7 separate regions of the Mus musculus genome follow, and all the other regions are linked to region 3. A link is a contact called in public HiCAR-type, HiChIP or PLAC-seq and promoter capture Hi-C data. All regions are on one chromosome and are shown on one strand. The core of a region is the stretch at or near the end of the contact, and the rest is flanking DNA. Distances in the headings are between cores, read along the strand shown.

The links. Promoter capture Hi-C pulls out the DNA fragments that hold promoters and counts their contacts. HiCAR-type assays count read pairs that join an accessible place to other places. HiChIP or PLAC-seq counts read pairs in DNA pulled down with a chosen protein or histone mark.
Region 1: a promoter capture Hi-C map of hippocampal neurons shows a contact between it and region 3, with 4 times the contacts expected there. The contact joins the promoter of Tekt1 here to the promoter of C1qbp in region 3. A contact is called at or near these places in 2 of 39 promoter capture datasets (embryonic stem cells and hippocampal neurons) and 1 of 115 datasets of contacts at active chromatin or transcription factors (pancreatic cancer cells).
Region 2: a promoter capture Hi-C map of pre-B cells shows a contact between it and region 3, with 2.7 times the contacts expected there. The contact joins the promoter of Atp2a3 here to the promoter of C1qbp in region 3. A contact is called at or near these places in 1 of 39 promoter capture datasets (pre-B cells), 1 of 115 datasets of contacts at active chromatin or transcription factors (pancreatic cancer cells) and 2 of 9 other capture datasets (adipose tissue and liver).
Region 4: a HiCAR-type map of astrocytes shows a contact between it and region 3, with 6 times the contacts expected there. The contact joins the promoter of Zzef1 here to the promoter of C1qbp in region 3. A contact is called at or near these places in 4 of 39 promoter capture datasets (hippocampal neurons, liver and pre-B cells), 1 of 115 datasets of contacts at active chromatin or transcription factors (astrocytes) and 1 of 9 other capture datasets (liver).
Region 5: a contact with region 3 is called in an H3K4me3 HiChIP or PLAC-seq map of embryonic forebrain, with 4 times the contacts expected there. The contact joins the promoter of Spns2 here to the promoter of C1qbp in region 3. A contact is called at or near these places in 1 of 39 promoter capture datasets (pre-B cells) and 2 of 115 datasets of contacts at active chromatin or transcription factors (embryonic forebrain and embryonic stem cells).
Region 6: a promoter capture Hi-C map of pre-B cells shows a contact between it and region 3, with 4 times the contacts expected there. The contact joins the promoter of Ankfy1 here to the promoter of C1qbp in region 3. A contact is called at or near these places in 4 of 39 promoter capture datasets (the 3T3-L1 cell line, frontonasal cranial neural crest, hippocampal neurons and 1 more), 2 of 115 datasets of contacts at active chromatin or transcription factors (astrocytes and trophoblast stem cells) and 1 of 9 other capture datasets (adipose tissue).
Region 7: a contact with region 3 is called in a promoter capture Hi-C map of embryonic stem cells, with 3 times the contacts expected there. The contact joins the promoter of Xaf1 here to the promoter of C1qbp in region 3. A contact is called at or near these places in 6 of 39 promoter capture datasets (the 3T3-L1 cell line, embryonic stem cells, hippocampal neurons and 2 more) and 2 of 115 datasets of contacts at active chromatin or transcription factors (embryonic stem cells and large pre-B cells).

Annotation. Positions count from the first base shown.
Region 1 is chr11:72,359,721-72,363,387 of GRCm38.p6, reverse strand. It overlaps Tekt1 (tektin 1), which reads left to right and starts at 1,506. Exons shown (of 8, transcript NM_011569.3): 1 at 1,506-1,595; 2 at 3,503-3,667. The coding sequence starts at 3,520. It overlaps Gm34317 (a long non-coding RNA gene), which reads right to left and starts at 1,474. Exons shown (of 7, transcript XR_003949575.1): 1 at 1,397-1,474.
Region 2 is chr11:72,959,758-72,963,244 of GRCm38.p6, reverse strand. Atp2a3 (ATPase, Ca++ transporting, ubiquitous) reads right to left here and starts at 2,076. Exons shown (of 22, transcript NM_016745.3): 1 at 1,774-2,076. The coding sequence starts at 1,891.
Region 3 is chr11:70,981,382-70,984,973 of GRCm38.p6, reverse strand. C1qbp (complement component 1, q subcomponent binding protein) reads left to right here and starts at 1,948. Exons shown (of 6, transcript NM_007573.2): 1 at 1,948-2,249; 2 at 2,654-2,804. The coding sequence starts at 2,024. It overlaps Dhx33 (DEAH (Asp-Glu-Ala-His) box polypeptide 33), which reads left to right. Exons shown (of 12, transcript NM_178367.4): 12 at 1-883.
Region 4 is chr11:72,794,767-72,798,282 of GRCm38.p6, reverse strand. It overlaps Zzef1 (zinc finger, ZZ-type with EF hand domain 1), which reads right to left and starts at 2,057. Exons shown (of 55, transcript NM_001045536.2): 1 at 1,633-2,057. The coding sequence starts at 1,986. Cyb5d2 (cytochrome b5 domain containing 2) reads left to right here and starts at 2,444. Exons shown (of 4, transcript NM_001024926.3): 1 at 2,444-2,770. The coding sequence starts at 2,521.
Region 5 is chr11:72,488,177-72,491,762 of GRCm38.p6, reverse strand. Spns2 (spinster homolog 2) reads left to right here and starts at 1,843. Exons shown (of 13, transcript NM_153060.3): 1 at 1,843-2,337. The coding sequence starts at 1,968.
Region 6 is chr11:72,688,214-72,691,844 of GRCm38.p6, reverse strand. Ankfy1 (ankyrin repeat and FYVE domain containing 1) reads right to left here and starts at 1,843. Exons shown (of 25, transcript NM_009671.5): 1 at 1,811-1,843. The coding sequence starts at 1,820.
Region 7 is chr11:72,299,913-72,303,434 of GRCm38.p6, reverse strand. It overlaps Xaf1 (XIAP associated factor 1), which reads right to left and starts at 1,806. Exons shown (of 6, transcript NM_001037713.4): 1 at 1,726-1,806; 2 at 1-108. The coding sequence starts at 1,757.

The DNA.
Region 1 (3,667 bases), core at 257-2,756, 1.4 Mb before region 3:
TCCCTCTCTCTGTCTTCCCTCCCATTCTTTTCCCCTGTGTGTGTGTGTGTGTGTGTGTGTGTGTGTGTGGTTGTGCAGGTCAGAGGACAACTTGTGGCAGTCATGTCTTTCCTTCTGGAGAGGCACTTTTACTTGCTGAGCCACCTTGCCTACCCCAGTCTTTGAATTAAGGTATTCATTAATATTAATACCAGAATTAAGAACATAGATACATGAGCTGGGCAGTGGTGGCGCACGCCTTTAATCTCAGCTCTTGGAGGCAGAGGCAGGTGGATTTCTGAGTTCCAGGCCAGGCTGGTCTACAAAGTGAGTTCCAGGACAGCCAGAGCTACACAGAGAAACCCTGTCTTGAAAAAAAGCAATATATATATATATACATACATGAATGAAAGGTGAGTGTTAATTTCCAATATGTCTTTCAGATTTGAATCCTCAGCTTAAGGGTCTTTTTCTGGCATGCTGAGATGCCAGGGATAAGCAGATACACCCAGCTCATCGCTGCTTTTTCTTCCTTCCTTCCTTCCTTCCTTCCTTCCTTCCCTCATTTCTTTCTCTTTCTTTTAAAGATTTGTTTATGTATTTATTTTATGACTAGGAGTGCTCTGTTTTCTGTTTTCATGCACACCAGAAGGTATGCACTGGATCTCATTGCAGATGGTTGTGAGCCACCATGTGGGTGCTTGGCATTGAACTCGGGACCTCTGGAAGAGCAGTCAGTCCTCTTAACCGCTGAGCCATCTCTCCAGCCCTTCATCAGTGCCTTCACATTGTTATAAATTTTATGCCTTTGTTTCATCGTGTTCACCTTTATGATTGCTTTTTCTGCCACACAGACAGCGCCAATTTCCCATTTCCAGTAGTAATGCAAAGGGTTTTTTTGTTTTGTTTTGTTTTTGTTTTTTTGTTTTTTAAATAAACGTGCTGCCTGTAAAACGAACGTTTGAAGATGGTGTATGGCTATGTTAAACTCATGGCCGTGGCACCGAGTGGCTGGCGTCCTGAAAGCCTAATTTTAACTCAATCCACAACAGTTTGAAGATCACGTAGCAGTGCGATCTTAACCGAGAAAAAGCTCAGTGCTTGGTGAGTTTTACGCCTTGGGAGAAGATACCTGGCCGAAAACCCATTCTTGCCTACCCCTGTCTGGAGCTACCCATGCACCCTGTGTGTCGCTAGGTTTGCAGGTCCTTTGCTCCAGGTTTGGAGCAACGACCACGTGGAACGCAGTGTGTGTATCTCTGTGGTCCCGGGTCATCTACGGCTCAGGACAGCGCCAAGACCGACCCGCTGTGCATCTATGGAGTCAGAGACTCGGGGAACGGGAACCCCGAGTGACCCAATCTCCTGCCCCGTGTTTTGACGTTTTCTCAGCAGGATCAGACTTCGGACCACCTACTTTCTTTGTCTTGTTTGCTCGGGTTACCCTTTAGCACCACTCTCACATTCGCGCTTGCGCAGTCTTCTAACTAGGGCAACGTTGCGTCCGTCCGGTTGCCATAGAGACCGCAGTTTTCTCGGCTGGTTCTCTCAGAACCAGGAGCTCTGGTTGGGGTCAGGAGTGCCCTACAGAAGCTTGTGTTCTTTAATGAACTAAGGTAAGTGAGCCCCGATCCACCTCACCTACCCCTTCTCCCTACCCACGCGGTGTGTCTTTTGTATCAGCGGTTAGCACTGATATCGGTCCCCTCTTCGAGACTATTCACACTTGTTCAAAGTTATATCTCAGAGAGCCACGCTGAGACAGACTCGGGAGAGACCATAGGAGGGGACTGAACTGGAGAGCTCAGGAGTGTCTGAGGGGGTTACATGGGGCCTGATGCTTAGCCTAGTCAAGATCTGAATCCATCCTTGGTTGTGACGGCTTCAGAGGCCCCTAGGGTAAATACTAGGGTTATAGAGTCCAGAGCGGGAGGCTTTCAGAGTTCAGCTTTGCCTATGGAAGACAGATGTGATGTCGTTCAGAGCCAGGGGATCATATTTTTTTTCCCCCGCAACTGTCTCCAGAGGCTGCCTTACCCCCTGTTCCTTGTCTTTATCCTGTAGTCACAATGCCCAGATGTTGGCTTACAGACGTCACATCTGTTCATTTCTTATACAACATGTCTGGGTTCATGTATTTGAAAGAATACTGCTTGTCTTAGGGTTTCTATTGCTGTGACAAAACAACATGATCAAAAAGCAAGTTGGAGAGGAAAGGGCATATTTGTCTTACATGTTCATATTGCTTGTTTATCATTGAAGGAAGTCAGGATAGGAACTCAAAACAGGGCAAGAATCTAGAGGCAGGAGCTAATGCAGAGGGCATGAAGGGCATGCTAACTGGTTTGTTCATCATGGCTCGCTCAGCCTGCCTGCCTTCCTTCCTTCCTTCCTTCCTTCCTTCCTTCCTTCCTTCCCTTCTTTCTCTTTTTTCTTTCTTTCCTTCCTTTCTTCCTTGTCTTTTCTTCCTTTCTTTCTTTTCTTCCTTTCTTTCTTTCCTTCCTTCCTTCCTTCCTTCCTTCCTTCCTTCCTTCCTTCCTTCCTTCCTTGTCTTTCGTTCTCTCTCCCTCTCTCCCTCTCTCCCTCTCTCCCTCTCTCCCTCTCTCCCTCCCTCCCTCCCTCCCTCCCTCCCTCCCTCCCTCCCTCCCTCTCTCTCCTTTTTTCTTCTCCAAGGCAGGGTGTCTTTGTGTAGCCCTGGCTTTCCTGGAACTCACTCTGTAGATTAGGCTGGTCTCAAATTTTCAGAGATCCACTTGCCTCTGCCTTCCTAGTTCTGGGATTAAAGGCACCACCACTGCCCAGCTCAATCTGCTTTCTTGCAGAACCCAGGACCATCAGCTCAGGCTTAGCATCACCCACAAAGGCCTGGGCCCTCCCCATACATCACTAATAAAGAAAATGTCACACAGCCAGATTCATGGAGTCATTTTCTCAAGTGAGGTTCCCTCTTGCCAGATAACTCTAGCTTGTGTCAAGTTGACATAAGACTAGCCAGTACACTGTTCTATGATTCACCGAGAGCAACAAGAACTCCACATCTCAAAAGATGCACAGGAGAATATCAAGAGCATTTTGTGATAACCCTAAATGAGAATAGTCCACATGTTTATAAGCAATAGGAAAAGGTTAATTTTTACATAGTCACCTGGTACATTGCATAGTGATAAGAATGGACAAGCTACATTATAGGCAGTAAGACCACTTTTATGAACACAATATTAAATAAAAGCCACCAGATGCTAAAGAAAATACTCTATTTAGTTAAAAAGCAAAGGAACCTATATGTAGCATTAAAGATGGGGTTAGTGGCAACCTTGTGAGGCTGAGAGTGGCAACTAGAAACTAGAAAGATTTGGCATATTGGTAACATTATTTCTTGATCTGGGAGCTGGCTAGGCCTGTGGCTGGGAGCTTGGTTCAGATGATTTGTGCACACTTAAGTATGAGTGTCACAAATTGATAATAGCGATGATGGCAGAAACTGTTGCTTACATCTCATGCAAACTGTTCTGTATTTGATCAGGACTTTGGAAATCCTAAATGGCCAAGCTACTGCAATCTCCACCCAGGTTCCTTCCTGAGGAGTGGTATATTGCTAACAAAAGCCAGTACCACAGAGCAGAGGCCCAAAGGTCCCAATCTGAACGCTTGGTGGCAGAGAGCCAGAGGCTTGTGGAAGAAATTGAGA
Region 2 (3,487 bases), core at 827-3,326, 2.0 Mb before region 3:
CTTGGCAAGATACTTAAGCTTCTAGTGTCTCATTCACCTCCTTGGTGAGACGGGGAGACAAAGTCCTTACTTCAGAGCTGTTTGGAAGAAGAAATGAGCTAATTGATGAGAAGTTCTGAGAGCTGCTTCTGACACGAAGCAGTTACTCAATGAAGTCAGAGCTTTTACTAGTAACAGCATCAATGCAGAGGCACCTGAAACACCCCTGCCAGTGTTTTCTGCCTGCTCTGTCACATGCCAAGCCAGTATCCTCTCCCATCATCAAACACATACCTACACACCTGAGATCCCCTCACCACGGCACAAGGGAGCTGGGGGCTCCCTCTCTCCCAGTTATCTCTTCTGAACCAATGAAGGCATGAGCCAGAAAAAAGAGTGAACTAGGCCAGAGCCCTCCAGGGACAAGCTCAGTGTGACCTGGGACAGAACTAAAGGCTGAGCCTCCAACATCATATGGGAACCAAGGACCACAGTAACATCAAGTAGGCTGCAGACCCCAGACCCGCCTTCCCCTCCCTCAGGGTTGAAACGGACCCTGCTACCCCTGTCTTTCTTCAGAAAAAGGGCACCCTTACTGCCAAGTCATTAATGGGGGATATTAAATAATATTTATCTCCTAGTTCCTCCCACAGCTCAACTAAATATAGCAACTAATTTTTTTTGAAAAAGGATTTCTGCTCCAGAAAGATAATATTTACATAAGAGGTGGTTTTCATAAACCAATACAAACCCAAAGCATCCCTTCTGACAGCTCTTCCTACTTCCCAGACTGCCTGGAGCAGAGGGACACCCAGGCCAGAGCATGGTTCCTCTGGTACCTGGCAACTCTCAAGGGTGAGGGGCTCTCCAAAAAGATAGAAGTTTGGAGTGGTTGGGCTCTCTCTCTCTCTCTCTCTCTCTCTCTCTCTCTCTCTCTCTCTCTCTCTCTCTCTCTCTCTCTTCCTCCCTCCCTCCCTCCCTCTCTCCCCCTCCCCCCTTTCCTTCAAGCTTACAGGTGCTGTGGCCCTGAGCCAGGAGTGACAGGAGGACATTGCAGGGAACCTCTGATGTCCACACTACACGCTCCTAACAATGTGTGGGGCTCATCTAGACGGGGTCTACTGGCACTGGCCAGGCAAGACTTTGGACAGGAAGGAGAATCCCATGCTCCTTGACAGAGGGGAGGAAGCCATGCCTCTAGTAAACTGAAAGAGTACGTGGGCTACCTCGGTCCCCAGAGATGGGGCAGGCACCATTCCAGATCACCAGCTGGGGAAAAGACTCCTCCAGACCTCCGACCTGCCCCTCCAAGAAGGTGGGTCTTTGCCTCAGCAGTTCAAACCCACATCAACTCCCGGCAGCCACATCCGCTTGGGGTTGCAGAAAGAGGAAGACCTGGGACTGGGGTTAAGAGCACCAAAGCTGACAGCTGACAGGCTGCACCGTCTTGGGCGCCTTAGTGAACCTTCCGGGGAGACATCGGAACCCCCTGATAGGTTGGGCCTCGGAGTCGCTGGCTAGAGGGCCTCAAGCGTCTGCACTTGCAGGGTGTCCGCAGATCGCACAGCAGGTGCGGGCATCCAGTAAGGCTCTGGGATAAAATGGGCTAAGGATTGCAGGGGTGCATCGAGATGGGGAGTGGAGAGCCAAATCCTGCCTCCTCTTCCCCCGAAGGAGACCGGGAGGCCCCACCAGGTGCCCCACGCGCATTTGCAGAGGCTTACTGAGCCCGGCTTCCTGCCGAGTCAGGAGGGGACAACCGGTCCCCACTGCAGGGCAGGAACCCACGCTCACCGTTGGGGCCGTAACGCTCCCGCGCGTCGGTCACCTGCTCCAGGCTCAAGCCGCCCTCGGCTGTCACCGAGAAGCGACGCAGCACGTCGGCAGCGGAGAGCAGGTGCGCCTCCTCCATGCTGCCTGCCCGGCCGTCCGCGACGTCCAGGTCGCTTCTCCTCAAGGCTACTGTGTGGAGTGCTGCGAGCTTGGGGCGGGGCGGGCCCCTCGGGAGGCCATGACCACGCTGGGACCTTCCCCGACGGCAGTGGCTATGGCAGCCCGGGCCCGCGCCAGGATGCTGTGCCCGGGGCTCCGTCCTCTGGGCGGGGCGGCGCGGGACCCGCCCTGCACCCACACCCCTTCCGGCCGCAATAGCAGCCGCCGCCCCGCCCCGCCGAGGGTGGCGGGGGACCGAGTATGCTACCCTCCTGTCCACATACTGAAGCTAGAGCCAGGGAGCCTCGAACTCGGTCTGCAAAGCTGGGGGACCTACTGCTTTCATGTCGCCGCCTCTCTGTGTCCTAGGAGCTCGAGGGTGTTTGTGGTTGTGTCCGGGGGTGTTGCAAATTGCAGTTGTCCGTTTAGTGGCACCCCACTTCCCAGCTCCACCTCTGCACAGAGTCTGGCGGGAAGCCGATGCAGTGCACTGGGGGTCTCTTGCGGAAGAAACAACCTGATGCTTTCTTTCCTCTAGTGCTGAATGTGTGCGCCTTACACGTTCCCAAAGGTCCTGCGACGAGTGTCATTCTTCATACACTCGCATCTCTAAGACCCCAAAAATGGCCCAGTGGGGAAGGAAGGTAAAAAGTACCAGGCTGTTACCTACCAGTCCAGCGTCCCCAACAGGTGAATGGTGCGGTGGGGATTCAGAGAGATCCCCGGGAACTCGAGCGAGGCAGAGGGGTTCCTTGCTTAGGGTGCCTGGCGGGGACTGACCCTGACCGAGGGAGGGACAGGGGAAACTCCCCTATATCAGCACTGTCAGGGAGTGCCAAAGGGTTGCAGGCCTGCGGAGGTGGAAGGCAGAGACCACTCACCTTCCAAAAGGGGGAGCCAAGAGAACAGCTGATCTCATCCCCACTCCTTGGCTCTTGGTTAAGTGCAGCCGCGGAATCACCAAGGCTGCCAGGGTAGTTCCTACCTTTTTGCACCTGGGTCCCAAAGCACCCGTGCACTCTGAAGCTTCCGGCCTGCCTGAGCATGGGCACCCCAGAGTCGAGTATTTTTATCCTGTTTCCACCCCTCTATGCTTTCCAAATATTGACTGGTGAGGACAGGGACAGATTGGGCCTTTTAGTGGCTTTGGAAAGGCTGTCCAGACTCTATGACATCAGCTGGGTCTCAGCTGCTGTAGGGATAAAGGAATGTTACTTTTATGGCCGTGTCTCCTTCCAGCTGACATTTTAGTTGTTTACTTGGGATTTTTCTAAGACGAGGTCTTGTTATGTAGTCCAGGCTTTCTTCAAAGTCTTGGCCATCCTCCTGCCTCAGCTTCCAGAGTGCTAGGATTACAAGTTATGCTACCATACTCTGACATTTTAAGCTTCAACTCCAACATCTCCAGGTATCTTCCTCCTTCCCTTTCCCTCTGACCAGGACAGGACACAGACAGCCTCTCTTCATTTGTAAGTTGCTAGGAAACTTGGTAGGACTCTGCTGGAGACAGAGCCACCCAGGGATACTTTCCCACTGGAGACCTCCCTCCCCGACACATGGAGATATAGACATTCAA
Region 3 (3,592 bases), core at 699-3,198:
CTCCCAGAAAAGGGAGTGATGGATACAGTTTCTAAGGACCCAATGTTTCTGTATAGAAATATGTTTATCATTCTAACATTGTGGGGGGATTTTAATAGAATATTTAGTTTTTTATTAAGCTTTTTTAAAAATTACTATTCAACACAGCTGCTCAGGGATTACATGAGGTGGGAGCCCCATTCTGACTCCACAGATCACTACGAAGAAATTAATGCTTATCTTCAGCCAAAGGGACAGCTCTCTTCAAGCTTTCTTAAGAAAGTGAAATGTTTTGTGGTTTTGCTGCAGTACAACCTGAGCTACTTTTCAAGTTGGCAAACTCTCCAACCTGAAGACTCCAGCCTGGACAGAATAGCCTCCAACAGACAGATGAACTTCCACAACAGCCCTGCGTGCTGCAGGGGTTTATCTTCTTGGTAACCGTGGCCTGCGACACCCGGGGCACCAGTTCCATTACCAGGATCCCTGTGAGAACATTTGCATCTCTTATAACAGGATTCCAAAACAGCAAAGTATTTACTGTGGCACAAATCCTTGTGCTCCAGCTACCAGGGTCTGTTTGGAACTGTGGCCGCGCATCTAAGATGCCATTCCTTGAGCACATAAACTAGACTATACCGGTGGGGAAACAATTCTCTATAGACTGCTGTAGTGTAGAAAACTGACAAGCGGATTTGGACATGTGCTCTGTTCTCTCTGGTCTCAAACATAAAAGAACAGTTCTAGTATATAATGCTCGAAATTTGCTTTTGACTATCAAATCCATAAAAACTGAATCTTGTATAATGATCTGTGTGGCCTCTTTTGTTGGGCCTCCTTTCCCTTATTTAAAGAATGCTGTTTAGAATATTAAACATTATTCTTACTGCCATTCATTCGATAAGTCTTGGTATCCAGCATTTACTTTTGTTTTTTTTTTTTTTTGAGAAGTCTTTTTCATGTGACCCTGACTGTTCTGGAACCTGCTGTGTAGACCAGGCAGGTCTCAAACTCAGTTGTTTGCCTACCTCCCTGATGCTGGGACTATAATGCATGAGCAGGGCTTTTGTTGTTTGTTTTGGGGTGTGTGTGAGTGATTTGGTTGGTTTTTGTTTTGTTTTGTTTTGTTTGGGGAGGGGAGTGGTTTTGTTGATTGGTTGATTGATTGATTTTTTTTTAAATACCTTTGAGTGTTTTGGTATCTGCTGCCCTGGAACTGAAGTTAGATAGTTGTGAGCAGGCATGTGGATGCTGGAACTAGAACTCTAGTCTTCTGCAAGAGCAACAATGCTCTTAATCACTGAGCCATATCTCCAGCCTCTTATCCTTGATTCTTTTTTTTTAATAGATATTTCAAATGCTATCCCCTTTCCTAGTTTCCTCTCCAAAAATCCCCTAAACCCTCCTCCTCCCCCTGCTCCCCAACCCACCCACTCCCGATTCCTGGCCCTGGCATTCCCCTGTACTGGGGCATATAATCTTCGCAAGACCAAGGGCCTCGCCTATGATGTAAGCCATATATTCCTGCTCCCAGGAAACCGATGGTCCATTAAAACTGGCCCATGAATTGTTAGGGCGTGCAAAGGTTTCCAACATAAATCCTTCATCCTGTTCTTGGGATTCTGGATCTAATGTCTAATGAGGCCAGGATGTCCACTCCACAGCAACTGCGTGCAGGTCAGCCTGGGCTTTCCAGAATTAGTCGGTTTCAGAAGATCGTTAAGTGATCTTTGAATATACGGTTTTGCGCGAGTTGGGGTGAACCTGAACGCATTCCGCGGTAACAAAGCTTGGTGTGGATTGAGAAAAGCAGGTGAATTGGGGAGAGTGGGCAGCAAGGGAGACATGGTGGTCAAGGTAGCTGAGTCAAGGCCTCCCCGACTGCACTGGCGGCTCCCAGCAGAGGGCGCGGTCCGGCCCGGATGACTGCAGTCCTCTGGGGTGGAAAGCGCTTCCCCGGGCGAGGGCGGGGCTTCCGGCAGCGCGCGAGGTCACACGGTGCCTTGGCCCGGTCGTCCTTCCCTCTGCACGTGTCCGCCCCGCGATGCTCCCTCTGCTGCGTTGCGTGCCCCGCGCCCTCGGCGCCGCCGCCTCCGGCCTCCGAACCGCCATCCCGGCCCAGCCGCTTCGGCATCTCCTGCAGCCCGCGCCCCGGCCATGCCTCCGGCCCTTCGGTTTGCTCAGCGTACGGGCCGGCTCGGCTCGGCGCTCTGGCCTCCTGCAGCCCCCGGTTCCCTGCGCGTGCGGCTGTGGCGCTCTGCACACGGAAGGTAAGGTTCACGCACCCTAGTCGGAGTGCGGCCACCCAGCTTGGAACAGACCCTCGTGATCGAAAGCTTCCCCCCCCTTCTCGCGTCTTGGAAATGTGGCTTAGCAAAGTCCGTAGGGTCGTGGTTTCAAAGTGTGGTTGTTGGTTATGTCTTTTGGAACCAGAAAGAGGATAATTGGGAATTCTTTTGTTTAATATGGGAAGTAATAGTAGTGAGTCCATGATAAGAAATAACCATCTCATGATAAATATCAGTTCAGCTCAGTAAGTATATCCTGCTCTTTTTATAGAGTGAGAAACGGACGTTTTAAGGAGTGATTTGGGCTAGTGTCGTAAGAATGGATACAGTCCGGTCTATCGGTAACCGGCTTTTCTCCCTTTGGGTCATCTTGGCTTTTCTTTTAGGAGACAAGGCCTTCGTTGAATTCTTGACTGATGAAATTAAGGAAGAAAAGAAGATCCAGAAACACAAGTCCCTTCCCAAGATGTCTGGAGATTGGGAGCTGGAGGTGAACGGCACGGAGGCTAAATTATTGCGCAAAGTTGCCGGAGAAAAGTAAGTGGCCCAGGGCTTGTATTCTGGGTTCTCAAGTCGGGAATCCCTGACTACAGCACCCTGTCCTGGCCATCCCCAGGAGAGCCTCAGCTTAGGCCCAGTACTTTGATAAAATGGCTTTTCTTTTTTGGGTTTGTTTGTTTTTTTTTTTTTTCCGAGGAAGGGTTTCTCTGTGTAGCCCTGGCTATCTTGGAACTCACTCTGTAGACCAGGCTGGCCTCGAACTCAGAAATCCGCCTGCCTCTGCCTCCCGAGTGCTGGGATTAAAGGTGTGCGCCACCACAGCTGGCCAATAAAATGGCTTTTAAGAAAGCATTTACTTGGAAAAGTTCTTAGGTTCCAGGGAGTGCATTCTCTGAATGAATACAGACTTCTGGGCTTGGTTATTAAGGAGGCCTGAAGCAGCTCCAGGGTGTGTAGAGGGGAGTCTGGGAGCCACAAGCGCAGTCACTGGCTTACTAATGAGGGATGCTGTGCCCAGTCTGGACCTAAGGGCTGGGACTTTTTTTTTTTTTAATGTTTAATAGTACTGATAAATTCATTTGTTTAGAACTCCCATCTGGCTTGTGTTTGTAGTAGTTAAAAATGCAAGGTATGTAACTTTTAAGGAAGAAGTTAGAGTGTAGAAAGGCCATCAGACAAAGGTAGAAGGTTCTTAGCCAAGCTTAGCTCTCGCTTTCCTAAACCGATCATTTCTGAGACAGGGTCTCTGTGTTGCTGCTGTAGAGCACAGACCAGCCTCTGACTCTTGGTCCTTCAGACACCTGTGTGCTGAGGTTGTAGGCACG
Region 4 (3,516 bases), core at 808-3,307, 1.8 Mb before region 3:
ATAATGCCACAACCCTTGAGGGGTTTTTCTCAGGTGGCTCACTGGATTTCTTGGCCTTATATTACATGACCTCTACAAACCCCATAGATAATTCTGTTCCTGTCAAGACACTCTCACTGTGTAAAAGCTGTTTGTCTTCATTTGCCTCTAAACAAATCTAAGAAGTGTCACCTTCTTGATCAAGTCTGCACAGTTCTTTTTACCAAGGTTTCATATTCTCATAAAAGATGTGGGTACTATAATGAGCATATTATGAGTATTCTAGGTTTTTTTGAGTCAGAGACTTGCCTGCCTCAGTCTCTTAAGTTTTGAGAATCATGTATGTGTGCTTCCCAGGAATATCCTGGAAATTTTATTTTAATAAAGACCTTTTACTAACTGTGTGTGGTTATAATGTGAATGCATATATGTTTTAGACCTTTGAGACAGTCCTTCTCAAAGTGAGTCTAGCATAGGCTGTACTCAAACTATGTAGCTTATAATGGCCTTGAATTGATCCTCCTGCTATTGCCTTTCAAAGTCTGGTATTACAGTCTTGTATCACCGTATTTTTGAGAGTTAGAATGCACTAAAGCAGTTTTTACAGGGAAACTTACAAAATATATTATGTAGGCATTTTTATCATTTGCAGGCGACATTCTCGAAATATTTCAAGAGCCTCTGATTTAGAGGAAACAGAACTTTTAAATTATGTTACAAGTGACTGTGGGTTTCTTGCTTTACACACTAACCAATCAATGACTGACAATTTTACATGGCTTACTCATTAAAAACCTTTTGTCCTAACATTGTGGAATTAATAAGACTTCAGGGAGCAGGATAATAGGGACCTAAGGGAATGGGGTGGGAATCAAGAGGTTTGTGAGATACTCTCAACTTTGCTAGTGAAATGATTTATAGGCTAACTCTGGGTCAGTTTTTTCCAAACCATAAACCAAAATGTTCAGTAGAGATATGAGGAGAAATTTCATAAGTACAAGAAAACTAACGCTTCCCTATCAACTTTAGGTTTGATAAGGTTTCAAATGAGCCTGGAACAAGTTCTTCAATGATTTAAAATCCAGTGTATACTTGTTAAAAAAAAACAAACAAACAAAAAACAACCAACCAAACAAAACCTAGTATTTTATAGTCATGAACGGCTTGCAGAATGAGTCTTTTCAGTGTAATGTTACCCTCCTTCCACATTAGACTCAGATGGTTCTCTACAAGATTCCTGCACAGGCCAGTAAAACAGAATGGTTTTCATGGCCACTCCCTTGATCTTTGCACATCCTTTCTCGTAATTGTCTTACTCTGATAAGGTCCAGCAAGCAACTAAGCCTGTCAACTGCACAAATGTCTGCCTACCACATGCAGAGACTTTTTTTTGGCTTGCTCCTCTCTTCGGAACAAAGCTAATGTAGCCTGGACTTTCCACACCTCTAGTAAAGGCGAGAGACGTAGCAAAATTCCGTAGTGATGCACTCCGAAAGAGTTCGGACAACGCCATACTTCCATTCTAAGAACCCGAGGACCCTATGGCTTCCTGGCTGGCCTCCGCAAAGCAACCGCCCACCTCTTCAGGACCTTATTGGCGACCACCCTGCTCCCGCACCGCTGTCGCCAGCCAGCCAGCCAGCCAGCCCTGACCTCCTCGAACTGCTCGCCCGAACATCCAGCGCCGCGAGCCTCCAGCAACTCCCGGAACTGCTCCAGGGTGACGGACTCTTCACCGCGGCCCAGCCGCTCTTCCAGCCAGCGCAAGAGCGCGCCGTGGTGCCTCGACACCAGGGATTCGCAGGGAGGTGCGGGCCGCAACGCAGCCGCTGCCTCTCGCAGCCGAGCGGGTTCCAGGAGTGCAGCGGCGGAAGGCAGCACCGCGGCCGCAGGGCCGGGGCCGGGGGTCGTGCCAGAGTCGGCAGCCCAATCTTGATGTGGGCTCCAGCCCTCACCCCCTGCGGCCGCCGCTTCGTCTTCGCTGCTGTTACTCGGAGCGTTCCCCATGGGGTCTCCGTCTTGGGTGCTCGGAGGTGTCGCCGCCGCCGCCGCCTCCCAGCCACGACCTGTCAACCTCCGACAGCTCCTGGCGGGCGGGGACGGGGTGGAGACCACAGCGGCGGCAGTGACTTCCGGCTTCCTGGCTGTCGAGCGAGGCCTGATGTCGCAACGGAGCCGTCAAGCGGATTCCATTTGCTCACGACAGCTTAATGAAGCCCGGGAACCCACCCGTTAACGTATCCGTCTAGCCGCCTCTGCCGCCATCTTTGTTGAGGGCGGATAAACTGTAAGCCAGGACTTTTTGTTTGTTTGTTTGTTTGTTTGTTTTTTCTCTGTACTGTTCCCCTTTTCTGCTCCACGCTTCACGTTCAGAATCTAGGCTGGACAAGAAAAGAAGAAAGAGTCGGGGGCAAAAGAGTCAACTTTGCTGTGAAGTCTGTCAGTGTCGCGCTGCCGACGTCACGGCCGGCGTCTCTGCTGTCTTAGTGGTGGCTTAAGAGGTGGCTACCTCCGAAGCGTGTCTGGTGTGTTGCTGTATAGATGCTGAGGATATGCGGGCTTGGTGTGGTGCTGAGCCTGGCCGTGGCGGCGGTGGCTGTCATGGCCGTGTGGTTGATGGACTGGTGGGGTCCCCGCCCTGGTATTCGCCTCTTCCTTCCCGAGGAGCTAGCCCGCTATCGCGGCGGCCCAGGGGACCCGGGCCTGTACTTGGCACTGCTCGGCCGCGTCTACGACGTGTCCTCTGGCAGGAGGCACTACGAGCCTGGGGCGCACTATAGCGGCTTCGCAGGTATCGGCGAGGCTCTCACACCTTTTCCTCCTGCGTGGGCTCGTAGCCACGGCTTGCGTTCGTCCAGTAATTTATTCCTCCGCGCCTCGTCATCCCACATTCCTCAGACTGCTGCGGTGGGAAGGACACGGTCCTGGTTTGCAGCTTGGACGCAACTGTGCTAGTTATGTACCCTCCGACTCTGTCTGCTGCACTGTGTGACTGATTCGGAGAAAGATGTGTCTTGTTAGGTAGTGGTTACACTCAGAAGTCTACCTGGTCTCTAGAGCTACCGTGCTTTCAGGCTCTTTAGACTGACCCGAAATAACCTTTCCTCCGCCCGCCTCCGTTTCCCCTAATATAATATTTGAGTCTTTTTTAATTCTAGTAGATGCACTTGTCTGCTTTTCTTTAAAAAAAAAAAATGAGAATCAAGCGGGGAATGAAGTTAGAGCACAGGAAAGCAAGTATCTTTTGTAGTATTAAAATACCTACAATAAACCAGAAGTGGTGTTTTAACTGGAGTGGCTGAGACAGGAGGATCTCTTGAGCTACAAAGATCCATTGAGCCAGGAATTTGTGGCCAGGCTGGCTCTAAAACAACACGAAACAAAACTTCTGACAAAATTTGGTATATTAGCCTTCCTAAGAACATTTATCAAATTAACTCCATTCTGCTGTGCTCCCGTTACCCCTTAACAACGGAGGGGATCGGAAAATGTAATTTGACTAAAAGCCTTAACAAGATATGAGAACTACCAACCTAA
Region 5 (3,586 bases), core at 594-3,093, 1.5 Mb before region 3:
GGCCCCATGGAGCTTCTGGGTCTGTGCTTGTCTGCTAATCACCTGTTATCCCTGGCCACGCATTGAAACCCCCCCCACCCCCGCCCCCCGACTGACTTTACAGGCCAGAATCCAGCCAGCTGGAAAGAGGCAGCAGGCAACTTTCAGAATGAAATCTGTTTTCCTAACCTTCCGTCACAGTCATTCATACTCAACACGCCGAAGCATATTTTTAGTCAGTTCACAGAATTTAAAAGACACCTTGAAGGCGCCAAGAAACACCAGCTTGGGGATTAACTCTGCTCACTAAGACAGTGGAGTGTGTGTGTGTGTTCGTGTGTGTGTGTGTGTGTGTGTGTGTGTGTGTGTGTGTGTGTGTGTGTATGTGTGTGTGTGTGTGCTTGAGTGCCTTATGCTTTGTCATCCGTTGGCTATGCCATGACTCACTGTGGTTGACACCTTCACAAGATGTTCCTGTTGTGGACGTGGGCTCTGGAGCAGCCTGCACTAGCAAGATGATTTCAGGGCCCTGGCTTCGTACCAACCAGACCATTGACTAGTTGTCTGTTTATGACGGGTCACCTTGGTGACCTGAAGTCTGTCTGTGAAACAGACAGAAACCACTGGATATCTGAGGGGCTGAATTAAGTCTCCCCTGACTCTCTCATTTGAACCAAGGGTTTGGCACATACTAGGGAGAACATGCTATACTGGGTTTTAACTTCTTTCTTTCCTTTTACATATTTATTTATTTAGAGACGTGTTGGCCTGGACTCGCTGGCCTGGAACCTCGGAGTTTCACCTGCCTCTGCCTCCCAAATGATGGACTTACAAGAGAAGACTGTTCTTTACACAGAAGCTACCTAGCCATTCTCCAGAACTGACAACCCCCCCCCCCCCAACGTGCTCAACTACCTGGACTATATTCCCCCAATAGAAACAAAGACCCAGAAAGATAGAGGTTTCGTCCAATGTTAAGCCACACGCAAGAGCAGATATAGGCTAGGATCCAGCTTTCCAACTTTCACTAAGGGTTTTGGGGAGATGGTACCCCCCTCAAAGGCTTTTTCTGCTCCATCCCCTCTCCTTCTCGTTTGTCTGAGATTGGATCTCTCCTGACTCAGCCTCCCAAACGCTGGGGTTACAGGTGTAGGACACCCTGCCTGGCATTGAGGAGGCCCTCCTGGTTCTTTTGGGCTCTAATCCGAGCCCTGGTTCTCACAAGCTCCACTCTATGGGGGGTAGAGATATGGTCAGAGTGAGCCCAGGTCATAGCATGGAGGTGCTTCTCTATAGAGGAGAGCAATGGACCTTCATGAGGTCTGTGTCCTGGGTCCACCAATCATGTTTCTTAGGCAGCGCTGCCTAAACAGACTGAATTAAGGTGAGTAACTGTTGGAGTCAGCTCTACAACAGGTTCCCCAGTTTTGACCATCTGAGACTTTTTTTTTTTAATGCGTAGCTTAAGCCATGGGCCTTCCTCGGCCTCAGCCAGGGGTCCTCTCCCATCGCAGGGGCAGGGTGGAAGTTGAGTAGGGTCTGGGGTACCCTTCTTCCCTCACCTAAATCCTAATCGGTGCTGCAGCTCCCCGCAATCGCTTCCTGATCCCCGAGGGTTCCGTGGCCGCAGCGCTACTGCGTGACTTGCGCCCCCGTCAGGCGGGTGGGGCTGTGCGGCCAGGCGCCCCCGCACCCCCCGGGGCAGCACGTGCGGGGCGGGGCTGTGGCTTGAGCCCGGAGGTGATTGGGCACACGAGCTTGGTGGGCGGGGCCGGCCGCAGCTGTCAGAGCCGCCGGGGCCGCGCGTCTCACTGACTGAACAGTAGCAGCGGCGCAGCCAGGGCTGGAGCCCGAGCGCAGAAGCGGACGGGCCGGGCCGGGATGGTGCAGCGGCGGCTCCGCGGCGCGCGCACGCACTGAGCGGGCCCGGGCTGGGCCTCGCGTCCCCCGAGCCCCCCGCGCCCCCCGCCGCCCCGGCCCGGGCCGGCATGATGTGCCTGGAATGCGCCTCGGCGGCGGCGGGCGGCGCGGAGGAGGAGGAGGCGGACGCCGAGCGGCGGCGCCGGCGCCGGGGGGCGCAGCCAGGGGCTGGAGGTAGCGCTTGCTGCGGGGCGCGGGGTGTTGGGGGCGCTGGAGTCGTGTCCGCCGACGAAGAGGTGCAGACGTTGTCCGGCAGCGTGAGGCGGGTCCCGTCCGGACTCCCCAGCATCCCCAGCACCCCTGGCTGCGCAGCAGCTGCCAAGGGCCCCAGCGCGCCGCAGCCCAAACCGGCCAGCTTAGGCCGAGGGCGGGGGGCAGCTGCTGCCATCCTGAGTTTAGGCAACGTGCTCAACTACCTGGACAGGTACACTGTGGCAGGTGAGCAAATGCCCCATCTAGCCCGAGGACCAGGGCCCTTCCATCCCAGATGCCCTAGGGAGCTTTTGGTTGCCAGCTCCCTAGATCCAAGCCCTCTGGAGAGTCCCTAAGGACCCTCTGTTCAAGCGATGCTTTGGCGTTCCATGGGTCCAATCCAAAGCACCCCACGCTCCCCGTGTTAGGGATTGGTGGAGTTTCCACCCCTGGAGCAGCTTGTGAGCCTTCGCCAAGCCCTTGACGGCTCATCCGTTGTCCTCCCAGAGTCTCCTCTGCGTCTCTCTTGCCTTATCGCCTGTGCGCCCCCTTCCTCCACAGCCGCAGGTTCCCCGGCCTCTCCTCCTTTTCCCTTAGTCCAGGCCGTCTGTGCTTGCACGGCCCGTCTGTTCCTTCTTTCCTCGGTCTCAGCCACCCCCCTGCATGCGTGCGGCCAGTGTGTGCGCCTCTTGCGGGTGTGCGCCAGGCAGCCGGAGTGTGCGCGCGCGTGGCAGCGCGGATATGTGTGTGTGAGCTTGTAAGCGCGTGGCTGACAAAGGCTCGGGCCTGCGGGGAGCCGAGGGAGGGGCGGGGCGGGTCCGTGCCGCCTGGGGACCCAGGATGCGGTTTGCAGCTGGCCCTGGCTTGAGGCCTGGAGACGCCTCCTTCTGCTCCATGGCGCTTGGAGCCTGGAGCAGGGCATAGGCCTGGGGGCGGGGGCTGGGGGGGTTGGTCTAAAGAGAGGCAGCCTCATGCTCCTTGAGCATCTCTGCGACTCAACCCCAGGTTTGAGACTGAAATGGATACAACTGGGTTTCTATCCTGAATGTGCTTAATGTGTGTGTGACCTTGGGCCAGTTTCAGCTTGTGTTTAGGTCTGTTTCCGTTTGTGAATTGATTGATCCCTGGGCCTCTTAGTGTGGATGTGACTCTGGGATTCTATTCTGCTGGCGTCTCTCCCTGTCTTCACAGGGGTCAAGACGTAGGGACCTGTCCTAGAGCTGGCCCTGCCTGAGGATAATGTAGCTTTGAAAAGAAACACTGGTTAGGCTGGTCTCCGGGGCTCCCGGTGGAGGAGTGCAGTTGTGTGTGTGTGTGGTGGGGGGGACCCAACATTCTATCCCACAACCTAATATGAAAGAGGGGAGAGGAAAGGGGAAGAGAGATGATTTGGATATTTTGTGCCTCACTAAAGAAAACTCAGGGATGATTGGGAAAAGAGAGCCCTGACATAAACCACACAACCACATGCCACCTGGGTACTTGGGTGTTCTTT
Region 6 (3,631 bases), core at 594-3,093, 1.7 Mb before region 3:
ACTTAGGAATCTGGAGTGTAGCTAGGGTAGACTGAGGTCAGAGACTATCATCTCCCGATCACCTCATCCCTCCATCCGATTAATCCTGGAAAAATGTTTGGTTTGTCCTTAAGGTGTATTGTCCTCTGGCTAGATAGATGTTTCTAATCACCTCAAGGCAACCAAAAGTAAACACGCAGTGTACTAACCTTGGCCTGTATGAATTCCCCACAACTGGAACCTGAGCACAAACACAATTAAGTTCTCAATACAACTACGGACTGAGAAACTCCCTCCTCCACGACCTGAAACTTGGTCATGCATTTCCCCAACACGCAGATTCCTTCTTAAAGGCTCTACACTGCTCACGATCTCACATCGTGCCTTCCTGAACCTTCCTCCCAAACCTCGCTGCTGAGCAACAGGTACACAACATTCCGTGGTGTGCAAAATCATCTAGTTCATTTTTTGAACAGGGTTTCATGCACTCCAGGTAGGCTGTGAATGACCCTAAATTCCAGATCCTTCCAAGTGCTGAATGAAGGAACTACAAGCAGGCAGGCATACATCACCACACCCAGCACTTTCAGTCACTTCGCTTTCTCCTCCTCTGTTGGACAATGTTCACCACCTCCAAGGTGTTTAACAGATAGAAAAAGTAAAAATGAAAACAGAATCCAGTCCCAGCCATGAATCTGGCCTCAGTTCACTTAACTATAAAGGGCAAATAACACACCTGGCAGGCCTACTTCGTGTCACTCTTAAACCTAATTCAAATCTGAGAAGACTACACAAACTGTCACACTACCCAAATCTCAGATCAAGAAATGATGAGTTTAATCAACACTTACCAAAAAATACAAACAAAAGACAAAAACAAAATAGGCCAGGTCTAGATCAAGTAAATCTTCAGCCACTCAACAAAGTCCAACAAGAAGTATTTTTCTCCAACAATGGGGTACACAGGAGAAGCACACCGGCCAGGTCTAATATTGTCTGATCACTACTAGGTAACTCACTATCTCAGGGCTTTCACCCCAACTCATACAGTAAAGCTATGGCAAGCAAAGATCCTAACATTATTCCTTAAGGGAGGCTGCACCTGAGAAACCGGATGCCTTTACCTGCAATGTCGTAAAGTACTAAAAAAGAGACGAAGGACTAAAGCAGGAGGTAAAGGAACCGAAGCCTGGCTTTAGCACACCTCTTTCAAGCAGTGTGACCTTGGTCAACTTCCTTACTGAGGAAACATCTCCTTTTGCCCCTTTGTAAACCTCAGAGAATCTGAGCGTGCCCACATTTGCTAGGGCTGCCAAAAAGCTTAAAGACTATTACAGCGCACGCCCAAGAAGCCCGTCGTCCAGCTGCAGTCCCGGCTCTTCCAAGGAAGAGTCCCAAGCTCTTCCGCAGGCAAGAGATGCACCCTTCCGGATGCAGGACCTGCCATGACAGCAGTTTCGATTTCCTAAGGAGAGGGGCACTTCCCTCCCCGTTCCAGCATGGCTGGCACAAGAAGCTCCTCTACAGCTTTCTCGAGTCCCGCGGGTGCATTCGCTCCCAGGACCCGACCCCTTTCTCGTTCTGAGACTACCGGGATCGGGGTTGGGGGCGGGGGGTGACGAGTGAAGACAGACTGCAGGAGGGGCGTTGCCATAGGAACGGCGCTGAGAACCCCGGCCCGGGGAGCCCCGAAACGCTACATAGGAAGGCTCGCGAGACACGTGATGCACCGTACGACCACAGCCGGACAACCCTTCCAGGGGCTTCTGTGCCCGGCCAGTGGTACCCCTATTGCTTCGCGTCTTCCCGTGCCACCCCACAAAAAACCTACCTTCCGCCATGTCGGGCCCGGCCCTGCCTACAGCCTCGCGATAAATGCCGGCGCAAGGGAATCATCAAGTCTCGCGAGAATGGATGGAGGCGTGGCAAAGGGAGGAGCCAGAGCAGACAAGGGGTGAATGAAAGTGGAGCGGGAAGTTGCTCTAGGCGGGAGGTCCGAGTCCCACTTCGTTTTGGAAGGTTTGACAAGCGCGGACTGGGCTATCTCGTACTCCAGGCGATCGTCAGGGTAGAGCAAACATGGACTATTCTGAGGCAGGGACTGCGGATCTTTAAGTTACTTTGTAACCACGTGGGACGCTGTCCTAATACTTAAATGATAGCATTTCTCCAGGGCTTTGGGAATTTTTATGGCTAAAACCAGACAACTTGGGTTATCAAACAGGCAAACACACTGGTTACAAATATAGGGGTCGCAAAAACTGCAAATCTCTATACAATTTTATGTAAGCAAAATTGTGAGATCCCTGAGGTCAAAGTGGCAAAGCCAAATAACACTAGGAGCTAATAACGGTTGACAAGGCCATGGAGAAGGAATTCAGATTGTAAACCAGGAGCTTAAACCTTTTGTGAATGTGAGAATGATTAGATGATTTTTATAATAGCAAAATAGAGGGCTGACAATCCTAGATAGTATGCCTTTTTTGGCTGTGGAGTAGGTAGAGTGGGGAATTGAGACAGGGTTTCTCTACATAATCCTGGCTGTTCTGGAACTTACTATGTAGACCAGGCTGGCCTGACACTGATAAGAGACCCTAGTGCCTCTGCCTGGAGTGCTGCGATTAAAGGCAAGTGCCACCACACTTGACATAAATACTTTTTCTTGGCCCGGGTAACGAATATGTACTTAGCACACCTGAAGCCTCCAGGTCAACAAAGGAGAATAGAAATAATGCATCAACAGTTAAGTAGTGACTTAGAGAACAGTTAAGATTTTAGGAAGATCTGCCACAGTTAAAGAAAGCATTAGAGGGCAATGAAATGGAATAATGAAGGGATTGAGTTCAGATTATAAAAATGTAAGGGCAATGGTTAAAATTTTGAAAAGGGGACGACCCTGGCTGAAAAACACTTAGAAAATGGAAGAGAAGGACACTTAAATACATTAAGGATAATTATGTACTAAAAACTGATGTTCCGATTGTAGCAGACTACAGTAGTGAAGGAAATAACAGGGCAGTGTTAAAGTAGTGGCCCTGGATAAGCGACATGTGATTAAAGAAACAATATTTGTTAGTTTCAATAGAAGTGCCTGAGCTCAAAGCTTCACTGCCTTGCTGAGGATGGTTCATAGGTGTGTCAAATGAGTTTTTGAGATCTTCAGGTGGCTAGATAAACCAGCTTTGAGCATAAACAGACTCTTCTATCCCCTAAAAATACTCAAGCTCCTAACATTAAAACAACTTAACTGGTTGGAAAGTGCTGTCATATCTGACATCTGTTTGCAGCATGTTTTCTCTTTGCCTTGCTTTGCAAGCCCAGCAAACTTAATCTGAGCCAGGTTTTTTGTTTGTTTTTGTTTTCACTTTTTTGGACAAGTCTCATGGAGTACAGACTGGTCTAGAATTACTGGTCCTCCTGCTTTTCCAAATGCTAGGGTCAGAGGTATCCATGGATGGAGGCGTGGCAAAGGGAGGAGCCAGAGCAGACAAGGGGTGAATGAAAGTGGAGCGGGAAGTTGCTCTAGGCGGGAGATCCGAGTCCCACTTCGTTTTGGAAGGTTTGACAAGGCTCCAACTTGTTTCTAGTTGAGATACTCTTGCCCTGGATTATCCTAAAAATTTGGCCAGATCCTTTATGATGCACAGATACC
Region 7 (3,522 bases), core at 557-3,056, 1.3 Mb before region 3:
TTCATCTTTGACTCTGGGATGGGCTCTTCACATTCTGGGCAAAGGACTATGAAGCGCAGGCAGTGGGCCTCGTGGAGCATGAAGTGGAGAGAGGCCACATTTCTTTTGCTTCAGGATAAAGTGGGGGTGGGGGAGAAAGAAAGGCACAGTGTCTTAGCATAAGACATGACGCCTTGTTGCATACCTGGGGTAAGCTCTTTCCAGGCCTGCGGCCTGGGGAAAACAGTGATGATGCTGATGATGCATTCCTATGCCTGCCAGTGCTGGTGAAACAGATAAGCTCGCCATCAGAAAATAGGTGTGAGGGCACTGTGCCTGGGAGAGGGGGAGGAAGAGGGTACCAGGGCAACAGGCAACTTTCAAGATTGATGATAGATTTCATTTCCTAGATTGTAAGATGGTTTCACAAATAAGTACTGTGTATCAAGATGTATATTTCAAACATGTACAAGTTAGCTAGGGCTGTTGGCACAGGGGTTCAGGAGCCTGAGTCAGGAAGATGGCTAGTTTAAGGCTTATCTGTGCTTATAGAGTAAGTTCAAGATCAGCCTAGGCAACTTAGTGATACTCTGTGTCAAAAGGAAAGGGAAAAACAGAGCCAGGGATAACGCAGCTCAGAGTGCTTGGCTGCTCTGTGCAATGCCCTAGGCTCAGTGCCTGGAACGACTCCTCAGCATCACCCCACAGAGACAGGGTTGGGGGAGGTAAAGTTCTATCCTTTTCCAGTTATCTCCTAGAAAGGCCATCACGAGAACAAGGGAGCACAGCAGTGCAGCTCTGCCCTGACCACACCTCAGACCCTCCAAGGGTTTCCCAACTCTCAAGAGCAAAAGTCCATCCACCACGCTGTCTCCCGTCCCTGGGCTCCCTTGCAGCTACCCAGAGAGCATCTGAGATGCAGGGGAGTCTTGTAGGGCAGGGTGTCCTCCTCTGATAGGCTCATCACCAGGAACGCTGCCAACCCATTCCATCTGCTCATGCTCACGGCAGCTCGGGAGAAAGGAAACAGGCTGTATCCTTAAAGGACCAATTGTTCAGGCCCTGTGATCTGGCTCATGGCCTCCAATTGTTCAGGCCCCTGTGATCTGGTTCATGGCCTCACTGCTGTTAGCCTGATCCAGCTGTCCCCACAACCGCACAGAATGACGTCCTTTGCTCTGTTTGCCCTCTCTGTTTTGCCTGCCTCCATACTCCATAGACCAGAGATCCTGAAAGGTGAAGTGGAACAAAGATCTCTGTGGAGCTTTACCCCAGTTACTGCAACAGGTGGGGTCTGCTGAGGAACCAGCTCTTTTTACTTGGAGGTGTGGTCCTTGCCTCCTGCTCAGCCCTCCATGTTCTATCTCCCAGCTCCTTTGTCAGGCGGAGGACAGGAATAACCCTGGAACATCTCTCAAAGGGTCCTCTCACAGATGGGTGGGAAGACCACGATGCCCCCCACCCCTGCTACGGATCTAAGCTCTGACAGGAATAGCCTGCTAGGGACCAGTCCCTCCATACTTCATGGCTAAAACTAGCCAGCCTGAAATACCCAAGCTAAGAGGGAACAGTGATATTGAGGTACCACTGAGCACTCTACTTAGAGATTTGGAACCTCTTCACTCCAGAGGTTCCAGTCCCCTTCGGCTTGCCCTCTGGTGTTGTACTTCATCCCCATCACTTCAGAATTTGTTTGCTCTGCCCTGCCCCTCTGTCTGGCCAGCCCTGGAGAAAATGCCTTCTTACCAGTTCCTGCACACTTGGAAGTCAGCCTCCATGGTCAAGCTTCCTGCAGTGCTTCTGTGGAGTTTCGTTTCTTTGCACACAGGAAAACAAAACTGAAAGTGTTTGCCCAGCCTGACTCACAGCGGCAGGGAGGAGACTTCAAAAATTCTCAGCTCAGGGCGGTTCCCAGATCCTGGCAGCTAGACACTCCCAGAAGGCCATTCTGCAGCATGGGCTAGTCCTCTGTCATGCCCCTTGTCCTGTGCAGCCTCTGTGCTACCGTGACTGTGACCTCCAGGGTGGGCGTTAGCTGTCGGGTTTCCTCTGGGCAGCACAACAATTCCTCCCTTTCTCCCCCTCCCTCCCTGACTGGCTTTGTTTCCATGGGGTCCCTGCCCACTTCTCAACCTGTGACTGACTCCTACTGTTTCTGTCTGGTCTCTCCTGAGATGCTAAGCTTGAGTCTGCTCTCTGAAGAAGAAGCTCCTGCAAGCTCTGTACCCCTGTGTGGGTTCCAGTTTGTGGTGACTTTGAAAACAAAGTCTGTGAGGAACTGAGCAGGGGGTTCTGGGTGCTGGATGCTCAGGCTACAGGGTTTGGGGCAAGTCTTGGGAATGGCCAGGGATAACTGTGTTGTGTCTCCTGAGGTTGTCCTCTGCTGGGAAACAAAACAAAGCAAACAATAATGGCAAACAATAATGTAAGCCAAGATGACAGAAACCATGAGGAGGTCTTGCTATCCCATGCTCACTGGTAAAATCGAGCAGCAAGGGGCTGAATAACCTGCACAGAAGTTCCCAGGTAACGTGGTCCAAGGTGTGACCCTTCTGCCACAGGCACGGAGCTGGAGGAGCTGTGCTCAGATCCAGACAAGATAACCAATTGGGAGCTTGAGTCACCTCAGCCTTCTGGATACTGTCTCCTGGCTGACCGGGTTACACTGGAGCTCCCAGGCAACTTTAAGGTCCAGGTGCTCCTAGAATTTGCATGCAAAACTGCTGCTGTGTCAGTATATGTTTGTTCCAGCGAGGTGCCACAGCCTCAGGCAGTTACCCAACAAGGCTAGCTGACCTCATGAGGTTCAAAGAAAACAAATTGTGTTAAAGGCAGCCCATGTCCAAAATTATCACAGTGCAAAATGATGGAAGTCAGTCGATTTGCTGGTTTCCTGTGTTCATTCCACCACCACCACCCCCCTTCCAAGGAAGAAACAGGGCGTCATTAGATAAATGAAAATGATCAAAGGGTTTTGGAGTAGAGGTAGCGGTATGGCACTTGCCTACCATGCATAAGGCTTTGGGGTTAGGATCTAACACACACACACACACACACACACACACACACACACACACACAGACACACACACACACACACACACATCACAAAGTATATCTCAGTGACAACTGATACATTCACAAATACAGCCGTGTACGGAATAATGATGTTTCTGTCAGCAGTGCAACTGTACATAGCACAGTAGCCATATAAGATTACACCTGAAGAACTGCAGAAGTCTTGTCACCCAGTGATGCTACACACAGCAGTGAATCACTTCCACTTGTGTGCCCTTGGCATGAATGCAGGGTGCAAGAAAGCAGAGAGGTGCGGGAACATGGTCAAGTTGCATTACATACATGCATTAAAATGTCAAATAAAAATGAAGAAAAAATATAGCACACATTTCATATATGGCTGGCTCAGCGGATAAAGGCACTTGCCATTAAACCTGACAGCTTGAGTTTAATCCCCGGGATGCACGTGGTGGAAGGAAGAACCAACTCCACTGAGTTGTTCTTTGATCTCTACACACACAAATGT